Linked DNA regions of Salmo salar: region 1 is linked to region 2. A link is a contact called in public Hi-C data. All regions are on one chromosome and are shown on one strand. Each heading gives the region's core, a stretch centred on a gene start, on an enhancer-like site or on the middle of the called end of the contact. The rest is flanking DNA. Distances are from core to core; before and after follow the strand shown. Region 1 overlaps rasa2 (RAS p21 protein activator 2). Region 2 holds the start of LOC106580882 (RING-box protein 2).

Region 1 (2,700 bases), core at 132-2,631, 140 kb before region 2:
TAGCTTCTAACTACACACTCAGACACTGCTGTGTGTGTATTCGGAAACACACAGGTTGCATTCGAAAGTGGCACGCTATTCCTTCTACACTGCACTACTTTGTACCAGAGCCACATAGTCTACTAGTGAAATCAGGTGACCGTGACACACTTTCTTTCTCTCACATGGACACGTCGTGCACTCACTGCACGCAGCCACACGCCTGCTGCTGCGCTCAACCTGAAGAATGTAATCTGACTGCCGCGCTAGCTAGCTGAAATGAATAGACTGATTAGCAGATGACAGATAAGGGGACATGACACAGAGGGTCTTACGCACTCCGCTGCTACTTGCCTCGTTTTATCAGCCACAACAATCCGGCGCTCTGACGTCACACCCCTCACAATGCTGACCTTCTTTTCTGCATAGATCCGTGGATGCTAGATCAGATCTGCACATTGTGAGGTGGATGTTAAAAAGGCCCATACTCACAAATAATCCGAGGGGTACTGTTGATCTAGGATCAGGTTCCCCCTGTCCATATAATCTTATTCATTATGATTTAAAAGGCACAACTGATCCTACAATATATCAGTCCTGCTGCAATACTCTTTGTGAATAGAGGAATAGGGGTACATCCAGTTCCTTGATATTTTTTCCTATTTTTACTTAATAGTAATACGTTTTTTTTCTTTCTTGTGTTTTAAAGCTGCTACACATCGGATTTATAATTTTTTTTGTATTGTAATTTCAGAATTTCCATTTATATCTGGCGCTAATAGTGGAATTATAGTGTTTCACAGTATTACTTACCCGCCAGTGTTGTGATTGGCTATGATATTCGCCTATTGATTTCTCCTGCCTGAACAGCGTCTGTTGTCAAACTGGGAAAACTGTTCTGACTTTGTGGCTGTGTTATCTACTGGAAATCACTATCATTTCCTGGTAGCTAAAATTCAACACTTCTCTCAATTTCAGTTTACCTGAGAAAATAAGCACTGAATAGTGTAGGGAATCATTGTATTATTTTTATAGCTGTTGGCGGTTTTGGTCTACCAGCTTCAAACAGCGGTTTTCGAAATGATCCAAAATCCTACGTCTAGCACCTTAACAATATATAATTGGAGATGAACCTGTGCCAGATCCTGTCCCCCGGTCTAGCAACTCTATATCTGTGGTACTTTTTTTGGACTGGTTACTTCCGTCGTCTTCAGACTGCTTTGAACACTGCGATGGTGGTGTTCTGTAAAGTGTGTGTGTGTGTGTGTGTGTGTGTGTGTGTGTGTGTGTGTGTGTGTGTGTGTGTGTGTGTGTGTGTGTGTGTGTGTGTGTGTGTGTGTGTGTGTGTGTGCGCGTGCGCGCATCTAGGTGATAAGGGATTACGCAGATACCGATCTATGTGTTTTGCATGAGGGCCGTGAGACTAGTGTGTGGGTGTCAGTTTGCATGGAGACAGCAGAACCCCATCTCCTTTAGAGAGAGGGAGAGAAAGGCAGGGATGATCTATACATACACTCTAACATACAGACCCACAACTCGGCTGAACAAAATGTATATTGATCTATTGACTGTCCCAGAGTACATGGGCTCAACTGAGGTTTCTGGGTGTCTGAGTACTGCAGTACGATTACAGTTCAAGCAGATTAGAGACAAACATAGCTGCAGCTTTCGAAGCGATGAAGAGTTCCAGCCTGATGTATATCTGTGAAAACTGCTCCATCTGTTGGTGGCTAGGCAGCTGTACAGGCTCACCAAGCTCATTCACATGCTGCTTAAACACGCAGCTTAATTGCTCAACTATGCATTGTTTTTCTCGTTCTGTTTGAAATCTTTGCATATTTTTTTGATTTTTTTTTTTAAAGCTACTACACTACCAGAGGTGTAAAACTCCAACTCCAAAGCTTTTGTTATATAAATGCTACTTTATTATGTTTGTTTAATCGATGTGGACAGGAAATGGATTTGAAAGTGAAAAAGCACTATATGGCTGAAAACGTTACATTTCATGACCCATGTTGTGGGCAGCATTGACAGCATCATTTGCGTCTCACCACTAGGGTTGCGAAATTCTGGCAACTTTGCCAAAACTCCCAGTTTTTCCAGACATTCTGGTTGGAGGACTCCAGATGTCCTGCTTACTCTGTCCTGATTCCATGAAGCTTTTAACCGGTATTTCTATATTAAACCTGGACATAAGTTATCGGAAATGTGCAGCCCTACTCACCACTGTCAAATACAAATGTGTCGGCTTGGCCATCACTCTAACGCTGACTGGGTGTGTTTTGTTGGGTGTCTTTCCCTGGTCCACAGGTATCTCCTCCAGCCTAAAGGGAATGGGAAGTCCAAGACAGACGACCTGGGCTCTCTGAGGCTCAACGTAACCTACATCGAGGACAATGTGCTGCCATCGGCCTGCTACACACCGCTCCGCACGCTGCTGCTCAAGTCCCCAGACATTAAGGTACTAACCTCACACACCTGGTCTGCCTGAATGGTACATTATGCTCATTAAGGAACTTAAAGGGATGCTAGCTGATACCTATATGCTTCCAGTCATTGTGCTAACGCTAATTAGCATTGGCTCAGGAAACTACCTCAAACGTCGTTCATGCTGGACACAGACATAACAATGGCATCCACAAGTTCATCTGACTTAGGGGAAGTAGATACAGGGCCTCATTGCCCAAATCCCCAAGTTTCAGTTTAAGGAAGAAAGTTATG
Region 2 (2,700 bases), core at 78-2,577:
TTAGATATGGTTACATCTACATAGTGGCAAATGTTTGGAAAGGCCTTTGCAGCAATCAGCCCTACAGAAAATACAATACCGAATAGCACAGACAAATGGCTTATATCATGTCTCCTCATCATATCAGATGTGTCTTGCACTCTATTGTTTCTTCCCATCCACAAAATTGACATCCAGAGAAACATGAACACTCCTTTAATATGTTTGTCTATATAGTATTTGACTCAGTTTCTCACCCAACTTACCCACATGGTCAGAAAATGCTACAGGGGTGAACCCCATGTTCATCAACCAGTTTATTTGTATTACCCTCTCACTAGTAGGATGTGAGTACACAAACACCATGTTTTAACAAAATGTTACACATTTACTTTTTTTAATAGTTCTTTATTATTTATTCTAGGCTAAAAGCAAATGAATGAGTTAAACTCTGTGGGAAGAAGTCCATCGAGGGGTCTCAAGGTACCGAGGCAACAGGATACTTTAAAAGCAAAGTGCAGAGCATTACAGAGTCCTGTGGTACTTTGCGATTGAGTAGAGGACTTGGAGGAAAATGGGGTGTAATTGCCTCAAAAGTATACAACCCTGTGAACTCAAGACCTGACTCAGCTGTACATCAACATTCCTAGTCATGCTATGTTTTGGAAAATAATTAATTGGCTTATGGCATGTATGTGCATCAGGCTGGAGTTTTTTTGGGATGAGATTGAAGTTTTGATTGCCTTCTATTGATGTTCTTTCATTCATTAGGACCCTGCATAGATAAACTTGGTTATTGGGTTAGGGTGTTCCTGTTGCGCTACAGTGACTTTGAAAGCCAGCATTTCCTGATTAAATAGCATGTTTTGGTTATTTCATACATATATCATTTCACATAACAGGGAGAGAGAACGCCACTGAGATCAAAACAGAGCTGAGTGTATGAATAATTTGAGAACTGTGGTTAGATTTGATTGAATTGTCTCAATGTTGTCCAAACATCTGTTTTGTATTTTGAGAAAGTCTGGTGTAGATACAGTATTCTCTGTTAAATAAGCAATATATATTACTTAAAAGTTTAGTGCCATTATTAGTTTAACCATAGGTATTTCAAGGGGTTATTTTTTTACTAATTTCATTGAAAAAGGTCAACTGAGCAACAGTAGCCATACAGTATATAAAAAACAACACACACACAGCAAAATAACCAGAACAGAAGGGTGCGCAATACAAAATAAGAGCATCCGCTACCTTTTCTTAGCTTCTTGAGACCGACAGTGAAGAATTTCAGCTTCATTCGCAGTAGCCTACCTTTTAATCTTTGGCTCCGCCATGTGTTAGTTTGTTAGTACTGCAGATGTGTTTTAGCGCATGAGCGCCTCCTGGTTTGTTTGTTCTGCTGGGCTGGTTTGTTTGCGCTACGGACTAGCTAGCCTGTTTATTTCGTCCATTTTGTTTTACCTTTAGCTAGATTATTCTATGGCAGAGATGGAAGACGGTGAAGAGCCGGGTGTAATTCACTCTCACAGCTCTACCTCGGGGTCAAAATCGAGCAGTGACAAGATGTTTTCTCTCAAGAAATGGAATGCTGTGGCAATGTGGAGCTGGGATGTGGAGTGCGATACATGCGCCATCTGTAGGGTCCAAGTTATGGGTACGTTTATTTAGCTAGCTAGCCAGCTACAGTAACTAGTTATAGTAGTACACCCATAGATAACTCTTAGTGTGCATTAAGCTAGCTAACAACAAGATAAATACAGTAGTTTAGTGGTCAGACAGTCACCTAGCTAAACTGATTAAGAGATGGCCATCATCATGTCATGGGCAGACAGACCGATAATGGATCCTAGTTGGATAGCTTAGCTTGCTAGATCATATCTAGCTACAAAACAGACAACTAACGTTAGCTAGCTAATATAGCTAACGTTAGAATTCTGAGAACATGACTCAAGGCATTGCAAGGAATCAAGCTAGTTACAGTAACCAACTACTCTCGCATGGGAGGACTGAATTGCTGTCAAGCTAGCTGTGTCAGTCCATTTGTCACCATGCAGGAATGGTCAGCGACAGCTGTGCACCAGTATGGCTAGTTGGTTAATACGTTTCCTTGATATATACCTTCTCTCCGCAGATGCATGCTTGCGGTGTCAGGCTGAAAATAAACAAGAGGACTGTGTTGGTAAGCTACTTTAAACGTCTTAGAGCCAAGCATTTATATAGCCCTAAGACACCAGACAGTTCAATCTGGTGTTCAGATCACCGGTAGGTATGACCCTGGTCCTACATGGGTCTGCTCCAGTGTTGGGGAAACCTGGATACACATTTTATAGATCCAGAACTGGGCCACAACTCCTACTGGTCTCACACCAGGAGATGTGCATGTGACAGATATACCTGGGTTTCTAGTCTAGTATATGGGGTTACAATTTGATAAAGCCAGGGTATCTTAACCTTGGTAAAGCAGAGTTTGTACTGTGTATGCATTTGGATACAAATATTGATTGTGTGTGTACCAATATGCTTTACCATGTATTCTGCTCTTCTGCTGACATGCTGAATTTGAAAATACCATGTAGCACACCATTTCATAGTCTGCTTCTGTCTCCCCTCTTTCACAGTGGTATGGGGAGAGTGCAACCACTCTTTCCACAATTGTTGCATGTCTCTCTGGGTTAAGCAGAACAATCGCTGTCCACTGTGCCAGCAGGACTGGGTCGTACA

The links. A called contact is a pair of places that touch in the nucleus more often than the background predicts.
Region 1: a Hi-C map of gill shows a contact between it and region 2, with 2.0 times the contacts expected there. The contact joins the enhancer-like site here to the promoter of LOC106580882 in region 2. A contact is called at or near these places in 2 of 3 Hi-C or Micro-C datasets (gill and muscle).

Annotation. Positions count from the first base shown.
Region 1 is chrssa20:56,427,117-56,429,816 of Ssal_v3.1, reverse strand. It overlaps rasa2 (RAS p21 protein activator 2), which reads left to right. Exons shown (of 24, transcript XM_014162395.2): 10 at 2,290-2,440. Among protein-coding and RNA genes, the nearest start is that of LOC106580883, 24 kb to the left of the region's middle. Within about 2 kb of position 1,381, at least 2 of the 13 cell types and tissues checked have an H3K27ac peak or open chromatin away from gene starts, as enhancers often do. A contact at or near this core is called in gill, where this site is marked.
Region 2 is chrssa20:56,286,247-56,288,946 of Ssal_v3.1, reverse strand. It overlaps LOC106580882 (RING-box protein 2), which reads left to right and starts at 1,327. Exons shown (of 3, transcript XM_014162410.2): 1 at 1,327-1,633; 2 at 2,111-2,158; 3 at 2,598-2,700. The coding sequence starts at 1,459.